Linked DNA regions of Mus musculus: region 1 is linked to region 2. Evidence: chromatin contacts called from public Hi-C data. All regions are on one chromosome and are shown on one strand. The core of a region is the stretch at or near the end of the contact, and the rest is flanking DNA. Distances in the headings are between cores, read along the strand shown.

Region 1 (5,668 bases), core at 1,030-3,529, 86 kb after region 2:
AAAACCTGCCAGAGGGGGCGAACCTACTAGCATGAATTGTTCATGGCTGTGAGCCTACCTTTAACCTTTAGCAAGTATTTCAGTTTCTAGTTGGACTTCTCATAGGTATCATGGCCTTGATTATTCTCTCATGTAAGTAACACCCAGGTCTCGTGTTGTCCTGAAGCGCCCCCTGCCCCCAACATACACACACTCTATAGCTTGAGCTGTTTGCTCTGCAACTTGAGGTCTTCTGAGTTTTGTGAAAGTCACTGATGTCCTGGTCCTCTGTCATTTTCTCTCACAGTGGGGCCAGTGTTCCTAAAGGAAGTCAGCTCTAAGCTACAAGATGATTAATATTTTAGGGAGAACTTTCTCAAGTTCTGTGCAGTTAATTCTACACCTAGTGAGACACACTGACCACTGTTGTGCTAGAAAATAAAACTCATCAAGAGACCCTGCTTCCAATGCTGGGTATTTCATGCACTGTTCTTCGTGTTTCAAGTAAACACAGGTTAACATCATGAACGATTCACACAGATGAGACCTTCCACCAAAGACCAAGCCAAGCTTGGTAATTTTGGACACTGTTTAGTTCCTACAAAGACATGAATTTTCTACATGTAAACTTCCACTTCTTCCTTCAGAGACAAAAAGCTATCAACCAACTGCTTATCAAACAAATGGCCCACCAGGGGGTGCAGTCTGCACTGGTTTCTGTTGTGGTCGCTCACTGTATGGACCTGAACTGTGGCAAAACCACTTTAAGAAGTGACTCAGAACATTCTACTGCTCCAAGAAAGACTATTCTTTGTGTTTTATTGTTTGACAAGCAATTTCAAAAGATTTTTTTTTAACACTTTTGTCTTACAAATTAGGGCCAAGTTGTAAAGAAACTAAGCAAGTATTTAAATTCCTCAGGGAAGTTCATACTAATGTTAAGTCTTTCCTATAATCAGTAATACTTTAGCAAAAAAAAAAAATTAGCAAATATCCTAGAACTATATGTTCTATACTGAGATTTCAAGTCAGCGTCATTTCTAACAAATCTGAAACGTCATTTCAACAGTAAGAACGAAGGCAGCTAACGGCTGTCAGTTCCAAAATAAAATGTTTGTTCTAGTCACAGGTTTACAGAGCTCTCCTCCAGAAGCACATGTAATGAATGAAGACACGCTGTTAGACATGCTGATTCACTGGGACACGTGAGTTCGAAAATGTATCTAGCAGGAGCCGTTCCAGGCATATGCAACAGTGGATGAGAACAGCGGCTTTCCCTGGGAAAATGAGTGTGCCCCACACTGCAGTCTGCACTGGCTCTAAGTCACATGCTCAGTAAGCTACTGCTTAAGGCAGACTCAGCTGGAAACTCTTCCCCTGGCAGCCAGGAGGGCGGTGGCTTCTGCACTGCAGTCCCACCTGCTGGGTCCTTACTCTGGGTCTTTGCCTTCTCCTCCCCCTGAGATCCAGTGCTGCTCTTCCTGAGGTGACAAGGGGACTACCGTGTACCACAGGGCTCCCAGAGAGTAGTAACCACCCAGGCCATTGCAAAAAAAAAAAAAAAAAGAAAAAAGAAAAAAAAAAGTCTGGCATTTTGAGGTGTGTTGTTAAATAACTGATTATGTATGCTCCAGGCTGACACACAGGGACTATCAAAGTGTCTCTCTGCTTGCACAGTTCCTTCATGGGGTGGCTTAGACATCCAAAGCCTCGGTCCTATACTTCAGGAACAGTTAGCAGCCCCCTCCTACCCTCCACAAACAGAAACAGTCAAAGCAGCCATGATGTGTCTTCTTCAGGCTGAAGGGAGTGAGGTAGACTAGATCCAAGGGTCTTGAGGTACTTGCGCAACAGTCAGTCGGATGTTTAAAAACATGCGATTGGTTTTTGTTTTGTTTTGTTTTTTTAACACAGTTGTTCCTGGGTAGCCACTGGGGATTGGTCCCCTGAAGGCATGCAGATCTGTAAATGCTCAAATCCTTTGTGTAACACGGTACGGTTTTTGTACAAAACCTACAAATGCCTTCCCATATGGTTTATGTCATCTCTAGATGACTAGAATACCCAACACAATGTGTTGAACAATGACTAGTGACATGGAGCAAGTCTAAGCATGTAAGCACAGATGTGGACATACTAGGTCTCACATCATGGCTCAGCACTGAGGCACGAGGCAGCGGACACCACACTTGAATCGCTGGAGAGAGCCTGGGATCTGTGAGGAGGTGGAGGCTGCAGGGGCCACACCCACACATCACACACACTCAGCGACAGCCTTGGCACACCATTCAGACTGTGGAGCTGCTTTCAGGACTCGTTCCTATGCTCCACAGGCCTGGGGAGCCTGTGGGAACAGAGGACTGGCTGTACTCTGCAGGGTATAAAAGAGCCCCAGGCTGCACAGTGGGAGACCTCAGTTTAAACTCTGCTCTGTGTGCTATGGCCTCTACCTCTCTCTTTCTACCTGGAAGACAGGGAGGGCACTACAATGAGGGAACACGGGTAACTCATGTGAAGGACACCCCAGCAGCACATGTTAAGCCAGGCTGCAGGGAATAGTGGAATAATTGAAGCATACTTCCAATCATGGAACTTGTTTAGCCTCGGATATTTCCTTTCATGTTTATGGGTAAAGGGTTCAGGACATGTCCTCTGAAGGTCTGTGAGTTTTCCTGACACTAACACAGTAGGCTTTGGGTGGAGGGATTTTCAAACCCAAATGATTGCTAATCTTGTTTCTTAAATATTCCTTCTGACTTACTACTTTGTTCTCTGGCCCTTTAGTTGAGTTTCCTGTAGAGGCATGTGCTTTTGCTTTTGATGTGGCACATACTTGAAAAAAAAAAACCTTATTAAACAGAGGAGCCCCATGGCACCTGGAGCTGACGCTCCATCCCCGGCCTACTCCGAACAAGTCTCCCTTTGTGTTCTTTTGTGCTAAAGTGATTAATCATCTTACCATCCAAGGGCTGCTGACAATCTTTCTAGATGATTCCGGCTACCGTGACCTCCACCCCCACCCCCCAGCATCAGCACTTGTCTCTCACACTCCTGGAACCTCTTCTTTATTCACACACAATGGGCCGGCTCCTCCTTTCATACAACAATAACCAGCTACGTTTACATCTCGCCTTTTTCCCTCCCGAGTTCGGGGCTCAGGTCAGGCAGGATGTAGTGATGACTTCAATGAGCAGGCAAGGAAATGAAAAGTTAAAAAGTCAAGATGATGAAGCCTGTTGGCAGAGCGGAGGGGGGCTCTCTCCCTAATGGAAGGGGACCTGTTGTGGCTTCTTTTCTGGGTTACATCATTCTCAGAACACACGATGCCTGGGGATTCTTTTCTCCATCTTCCCCTTTCCTCTGGTGAGCATCAACACTCTTCTGAGGCTCTGTATTTGAAGACCATGGAGGTCAGCCTTGGCCTCACCAGGCCCTTAATCTCTAATTTGGTTTTCTGAGACATGGCTGAGGTAGGACTCAGGAGCTGATCATTTAAAAACAAGTGTTCAACAGCAATTCTTGCTAACTTTAAACTTTAAAAAGCCCATCTGTTTTGTCCTCTTACAAGTACATACTGTTAAAATGAATTTTAAATGCATATTTAAAGAAATGACCCCACATATAAATTATTCCTTGAGATGGAAAAGCTAAACTTGGAGAGGAGACAAACATATGTAAGTAGTCTGAAACATGCTCATTAGGATGAAATACCACGGTGATTTCAAGTGTGGAGTTCATATCTGCAACAAATCTGTACTTGAAAATATTTACAGGTAGCCAAAGCCTAGAGTTTTAAACTGTTGTGTCATAGACTGATAATAAGAATGAAGTTTTTTTTTTTTTTTAAAACCCAGGGCTTTCTGTATCAGAGGCAGGGAATGAGTTTATCCTCTGCCCCCTCTGTTCTTGATATTTTAAAGCCAATTTCAGAAAAAATTGGCTTTCTAAGTTTTTTTAGTTCAAATGAGCTAAATATCTGTAAGATCAGATAGGTAAAGAATGATGCCTTATTTAAAATATATAATAGTTCCCAGAATAGATGCTCTCATCTTTCAAGTCTCTATCTCTTCTATCGTCAAGCTATCATTATCTATGTTAGAAATTATTTTTCAGAGATCTGTGTGCATACAATGGTAATTTGCATCAAATCAATGTAATTCCACAACCCTCAATTTGGAAAAAAAAAAAGTAACAGAGAACACTGTGTGTGGTTTTCATAATAAATACAAGTTTTAAATATGAGCCTTGAGCTGATCACTCTGGGTGGATGTTTTAATTTTTTTGAGAGACGTTTTGCATAGACCACATTAGCAGTGAAATCGCTTTGACTTGCAGCCCTTGATTCTACAGTAGCAACATGCTAATTAACCAAATTATCCTTGCAAACTTATTATCTTGATTTCTCCAACTTGTAAAATTCATTATCTATCAAAATGAAAAACCCAATCTCATAAAAGACAATCAAGACGCAGGCGGCAGATACAAAAGGCCCAGGCTTTCCTGATGTGCTGCAGTAACAGCCAGATTCTCTTCCACTTCTGACCACCAATCACTGGCAGTAAACTTTCATCTCTGTTTACCATGTGGTGTGTGATACGGCGGTGCTGGTAGTCCCCAGAGAAGTAATGTTTTAAGGGAAAAACCACCTCAAGTGTTTTTGCTATAGTTCTGGAAGACAGTATGAAGATCAGGAACAAGTAACAAGCATTCATTCACTCATTCATTCATTCATTCATTCATTCATGCATGCCTCCTTATACACTTGCTCAGCATTTATTAAGCATCTCTTATGGGCTCGTCAACGCAGATGGACCAGTGAGAGATAAGAAAGGCTCCCAGGTAACGGGTATTAGAAAGTGAACACAGGTTCTTGGGATCACAGACTAGGAGCCGCTATCTCGGATCTGGGGAATGAGAAAGGTTCCTAGAGAGAATGCTGCATCAAGGGGAAAAAAAAGGAGTCAGTCAGCTGAATTTGTGGCCTGAAGGTAAGTAATCGAGGCAGGACCCAGGGGTAGAGCCAGAGGTGGTGACAGTCTTGCAGAGAAGGAATTAAAGTTTGAAGTGCAGACTGGGAAAACATGGCTGGACCAACATACGGGGGCTGAGAACACAGGGCATTGCAGATCACAGCCAGGAATCTGGCTGTCCTGAGCTTGGGAGAGGCTGGTAAAATGTAGGCTTTGGGAAGCTGGTTCTGTGCACACTGTGGCGAGCTAGTTAGACAGGGGATAGATGCCAAAGGTCAGTGGGCAACCTCCTGGAATAATCTAGGCTGGAAAGGGTGGTGCTCTGACCTGGACAGGAGGTGGGGGAATAAGAGGGGGCGGGGAAGGAGAGAAAGGGGGAGGAGGGAGGGAGAATGAGAATATGAAAACTTGTTTGGAGAAGAACTGACTGAGAGGGAGGCAGGCGGAGAGAAGGATCCAATAGCTTTAGCAGCCACTTGACAACAATATTCACCCAGGAGGAAAAGGTGTTAAGAGATGTGAGGTAAGGTTAAGGTAGAGGTGTTAAAAACCTGTGGGAATGGGGATAGCCGGACAGGTGAGCATGACATCCAGGAAACAGAACAGGGTTCAAGGAATACATCAGCACCTATCAGCAACGAGAATAACAGGAGGAGATAATGAAAGCCACCAACATCCCAGATAGCTAGAGGAAGGGAGGACATGAAAGCCAGGAGGAA
Region 2 (5,461 bases), core at 2,475-4,974:
GACTGAAGATAACCAGTAACATGAAATGACTCTTACCCTGTTTAAGGCTTGATCCAGCTGTGGCTTAGCAGGTCAGAACCTAGCACACGTGATTTAAATAACGCGCTACACATTCCAACCATCCTTCTCCCCGACTCACAGTTACACCTCCATCTCCCAGGAACAGCGTCAAGTCTGTGACGTGCCCAGGATGAAGGCAAGAGGTTTCTTGGTTAGAGTACTTTGTCTGGTTAGAGATAAAGGACAAGCAAACAGTCCCGAGCTGTCAGTTAATATTTTTAACCCGAAAGAAAGAAAAATCCATCTTCTCGCTTCACAGCCAATCTGTGTTTTTCAAACAGTGCAGATTCCTCTCCATATCAAGTGTCAGATCAGTTTCTGCTTTTTAGCACAAGACAAATAAAAAGTTATCCACGAAGTTTCAAGGGCATCTTAGAAATGAGAGCTGAAGTTTAGTACCTTTCCTTGCTATCCAATTGGCAGAGCATCTTGCAAGAAAGACAAAACCTGCAATTAATAAACCGAGTCCCAGGGTTTCAGGATCTTCACATTCCACTTCCTCCCTTCCTGGATAAGTGGAGCCGCACAGATACAAAGAACAGTCTCTCTCTCTCTCTCTCTCTCTCTCTCTCTCTCTCTCTCTCTCTCTCTCTCCCTCCCTCCCTCCCTCCCTCCCTCTCCCTCCCTCCCTCCCTCCCTCCCTCCCTCCCTCTCTCTGCCCCCTGGCCCGGCCAATATTCAGGCTCAAGACTCCATGAAACAGATATTTTCCATTCTATGACCTCAGTTTTAGGAATTCGTTTTTTTTTTTTTTTTTTTTTTTTGCTTCTTCTTCTCCAGAATCTAGTTATTTTACTTGGCAGCTTTCCAGCTTTCATTCTTTCTTTCTGTCTCTTTCTCTCCCTCTCTTCCACTCTCCACTTATCATTCATTCCTATTCATCAGTGCTTTGAAGACACTCGAGTCAAGAGTCTCGATGTGATGTCTGCAGGGTGTTAGAATTAGTAAGTGAAACTAATGGGATTTCCCACTAAATTTGAATTTTATGTAAACAACAAATAATATTTTTTTGCATATGTATGCCCTAAATATTGCACAGAACACACACTGAAAATTATTCCTTGTCTATCTGAAATTCAAATTGAACTGGGTGCCTTGTATTTTATCTGGCATCTCTACTCAGAGGTTGAAGAGAGGCATCTATTTACACCTCCCAGAGGAGGGGAACTTTCCTACAGACCTTCCTCCTGAATGTTCCTGGCCTCGAAAGCTTTCCACAGCTTCCCTTTATTTTAACTGTGGCCTACGTGCTGGATTGCGAGCTCCCCAGGGCAGAGAGCAGCATGGCATGGGCAGGGTCCATCGGAGGCACTAGGGTCTCGCACAGCACCACCCAAGGTCAGCATTTGCACAAATGCCTCCCAGGTAACAACAGACCCCAGTGCTGCTCCCAGCCATGCAAGCTGGGTCTGAGCTGATGATTTATTCAAGCACTGAGCATCAGTTTGGAATCTTCTCTGCTCAGTTCTTGTTCAGAGGCACTTGGCACGATCAGTAACAGTGACGATTAAAAACTCTGGTTATTTAGAGACATGTCAATATTCATCGTCTTACGAATATGCTGAAGTCTAGTGACCAGGACAGGTCATCTACAGAGGTGTCCTGAAAAGCATGGCTCCAGGAGTCAAACCAGGCCGAATCCTGGCTCAATCACAAACCTCTCACGCATGGATGCCTGTGCTTTGCCCATGTCATTTCTACACTCTTGGGGTGGGGACCTTCTCAGCACACTAAAAAGGGGGGCGAGGGGCACAAGATAGGGAAGACTCCCCATTTTTGAAGATGGCTTTAAAAAAAAGAAATTTTGTCTTGTGGTCAAATGAATGATTTTTCCTCAAATCTATAAATATTTTCCATCTGTATTTTCTATGTTTACTGATTTGAAAAATATTTCCAGAGTATATAGTTTCTGAAATTTTTATCATATTGGTCTAAGAAGCAAAAGTTTATGGTTATTATTTCTACTCAATTATTGCCTATTTTTCTTGTTTTACTTCTAATATTCTATTTATTCCTGGAGATTCAAAACAAACACACACATAAAACCACCCCAATATTCCTTCTGTCCTCTATGCCCTTAAATATAAGTGATCCAGTAGATATAATCAGTCTTGTAATTTTTGGGTCAAACAAATCTCCAAGTGAGATCACTCAGTGGCTCTGCGTCTTTCTGAAATTACTCCCTTTCTGTTGCTATAACGAAATACCCCAGCTGGAAAACCTTTCAACGCTTAGAGGCTGGCTTGGGTCCAATTCCTAGAGGGCTCTGGTGTTGGGTTGGCTTTGGTGAGGACCTGGAGGCAGAAGGTGCTAACGTAAGAATCAGTCACATCACAAAACTAAAAGCCAGAGAGGTTCAGGAGTCAGGCTCAGGGTTTACAATGCCCAAGAAACCAGCAACCCCAAGGAACTGAAGACTCTACGCCAGGCTCCATCTCTTATGTTAAATGTCCCTTAGCTCACTTCTGTATAGCCACACCGGACATCCAGCCTCACAGAGCACATCCAAACCACTGGACATGCCTGGAGACCACTTCAGGTGTCAATTCCCGTTTGTATTTTTAATGTAATCCAGTGCCCATGGACAAAGTGCGTTCGAAATCCCTGAAGGCTAGGGATGGCTCCGTGGATAAGGACCCAGGCTGCTTTTCCAGTGGTTTCCAGCACACATACCGTGGCTTACAACTGCATGTTACTCCAGCTCCAGGAGATCTGACGCCCTCTTATGGCCTTTCTGGGCACTGCATGCACATGGTGCCGAGACATACATGCTGGTAAACACGCATACGGACAGTAAAACGACAAAACAAAATCCAACAACACTGGTCTGTCTATTGCATGTGTACATGTGCTCGCTGGGCTACTACTTCTTCTTCTATAAAATGGAGGTGCTATGTCTACTCTGTGAAGATTCTGAGCTACCTCACCCCCCTTGCAGCTTCAGTTCACATTCGTTTAAATAACACAACTGGTCCGTGCACTTAGCATAAGTATGCCAACTTGTGGTCACTAAATACTCGCTTTTATTGCCTGAATGCTTGAAATTCCATACAGTCCTTATTTTTTAAATATGCAAAGTATTGAAAAAGAAAACAACCTAAAAAGGTGAGTGTACGTAGGCATGTGTGTAAAATTTCAGTCATCTGCCCTAACCATGTACTTCAGCCATGTCAGACTAGAGGTGGAAGTGGGTAATTCTCTATGGCAGAACCCTAGCTGCAGCGGCCAATGCATTTTACATTCTCTGTGAGATCTGGGAGGCATGGCTTCACTGTGGTGGCCTGTGCCAGCAGCAGAGGCCCTCTGAGGTGAGCAGGTGGGCTGAGGCTGGGAACCCACTTGCTGGGAGGAGAATTCCAGACTTCTGCTTAGTTCTGCCCACACTGTAGGCTCCCGCAGGGCAGGCACTAAGGCCTGGGGCCCGGCTTTCCTTGTATCCTCACAGGCCCTCCAGAGGCCTTTCTCTTGTCAGTAGGTGGGAGATGAAGACTGAAAGAGCTTTTTAGGGAACTATCAGCCCTTTGTTTAGAAATGGCATTTCTTCCTTAAGGACTGCTCTTCTCTTCAGAGGTCTCCAGTGCCAGGCCACAGACCTAAAGCAGTGCCTGTCAGCGGCTTTAGAGCCGGGCAACCAGCCAGACTCCTGGTGCTGCTGCCGCCAACTGTGAAGCCTCAGGGAGCCTGCTCAGTGCTTGGTGATACAGTGGTAATGTACCTCATCAGACTGCCCTGTGGACTGAATGCAACAATGTATCCAGTTGAGCGCCTGGCACAGAACAGGTATTTAATCTGGGGAAATATCTCAGGTGCCAGGTGTACAGATAGGATACCAGTGATAAGGGGCAAGGGTGGATTCAGTTTGTAACCACTTCAGCTGTGCATTTCAGAGGTTCCCATCTTAGACTGTGTGGAAGAGAGAACACATTCAGCTCACAGTGATAGACAGTAAGAGAAAGTGCACAAAATGCCCAGTGAATGTGTTCCAATCATTGCTGGGTTCTTCTACCAATTTATTTACTCGTACAAGGACTTTGGCACTGTGTAAATACAATGTTCTGAATGCAGGGGAGGCTCCTACAAACAAGCACGGAGAGGAAGCTGTGGGGAAGGCAGGGCTGTGCCAGGAGAAAACAAAACCAATCCATTAATGTCAGACGATATTTACTGTTGGTAACAGTCAGTAAATGTGGTAACAAGAAACAGATTCCTTCTACAGCCAAAGGTCTCCTCCAAAAAAAGGGGGAAAGAAGTTAGCATCTGCTAAGGTCACTGAGAACACAGAGCAACTGAAGTTTGCCAGGACAGGCTCTGTGCACTGGAAGGGCTCATGCCTTCTTCTAGAACTTGTGGGTTGCAACTCCATTCTTGGTCAAACGACCCTTTCATGGGGGACCCTTAAGATCACCGGAAAACACAAATATTTACATTATGATCCCCAACAGTAGCAAAATTACAGTTATGCAGTAGCAATGGAAATAATTTTGTGGTTGGGGGATCACCATAGCATGAAGAACTGTATTAAAGGGTCACAGCAGTAGGAAGGTTGAGAACCACAGCTCTAGAGACCACCCACTGTAAGCACAAGCTCATCACTAGCTGTGTATCTGGTCTTTTTAGGGGTCACTAGAAACTTCCTCCTACCGTAAAACAGGGCCCGAGCAGCTCCATCACAAGCCCGTGAGACTATCCTACAATCTTCTGGGTTTCAATTCTTTAACTGAAAACTATGTGGGTCCGATGAAGATACTTTTGAGTCCCCTGGGGTTGGGTTTTAGGGCTGTGTTCAGGCCCATCCTGTTCCAGCTCTGTGCAGAGCAAGGGCTCGGGAGATGGCCCAATGGATAAAGTACTTGTGCAAGTGTGAGAGGCTAAGCTGTAATACCCAGAACTCAGGCCAAGCGGGATGCAGGAGCAGACATCTGTAATCTCAGCGCACCTAGTGCGAGATAGGAGGCAGGTTCAGGAGAATCCCTGGAAGTCTTCTAAGGAAACCAAGTCTTTACAAGCTGGCCAGCCTTGCATAGGCAGAGGCAAACAACAACAGGGAAGAGAAGTACGAGGCTCTAGAGAATCAAACAGAGGACATGGGAATGGACGCCTCCATTTTGCTAGAGGCTTCTCTACCAGCCCTTGGGTCAAGCCTCCAACCAGGTGTAGGATCACAGAAGACATAGTCTTGTTCTAGAAGGGCAAACCTTATTGGCATTCCTACATGAACAGGAGAGTTGAACCAAGGTGATCTAACACCCGACCTCCCTCTTGGGCAAAATGGACAACAACCCTGGCATCTTTTCTCCTCCACCAGCCATGTTGACTAAGCCGTGCACGCAGGCTGCTCATGGCAGTCTCTGAGAGATGCCCCCTCATTCCTTCACAGACCTGCATCTACCTTGGGCTTCTG

Evidence for each region. A called contact is a pair of places that touch in the nucleus more often than the background predicts.
Region 1: a contact with region 2 is called in a Hi-C map of olfactory sensory neurons, with 2.2 times the contacts expected there. The contact joins two enhancer-like sites. A contact is called at or near these places in 4 of 39 promoter capture datasets (the 3T3-L1 cell line, 3T3-L1-derived adipocytes and hippocampal neurons) and 13 of 484 Hi-C or Micro-C datasets (the 3T3-L1 cell line, 3T3-L1-derived adipocytes, brown adipocytes and 8 more).

Annotation. Positions count from the first base shown.
Region 1 is chr1:38,392,447-38,398,114 of GRCm38.p6, forward strand. All of the region lies in intron 5 of Aff3 (AF4/FMR2 family, member 3), which reads right to left. Among named protein-coding and RNA genes, the nearest start is that of Gm16150, 180 kb to the left of the region's middle. Within about 2 kb of position 2,280, at least 74 of the 459 cell types and tissues checked have an H3K27ac peak or open chromatin away from gene starts, as enhancers often do. A contact at or near this core is called in cerebral cortex and olfactory sensory neurons, where this site is marked.
Region 2 is chr1:38,304,642-38,310,102 of GRCm38.p6, forward strand. The region is part of intron 8 of Aff3 (AF4/FMR2 family, member 3); the gene reads right to left. Among named protein-coding and RNA genes, the nearest start is that of Gm16150, 88 kb to the left of the region's middle. Within about 2 kb of position 3,725, at least 88 of the 459 cell types and tissues checked have an H3K27ac peak or open chromatin away from gene starts, as enhancers often do. A contact at or near this core is called in cerebral cortex and olfactory sensory neurons, where this site is marked.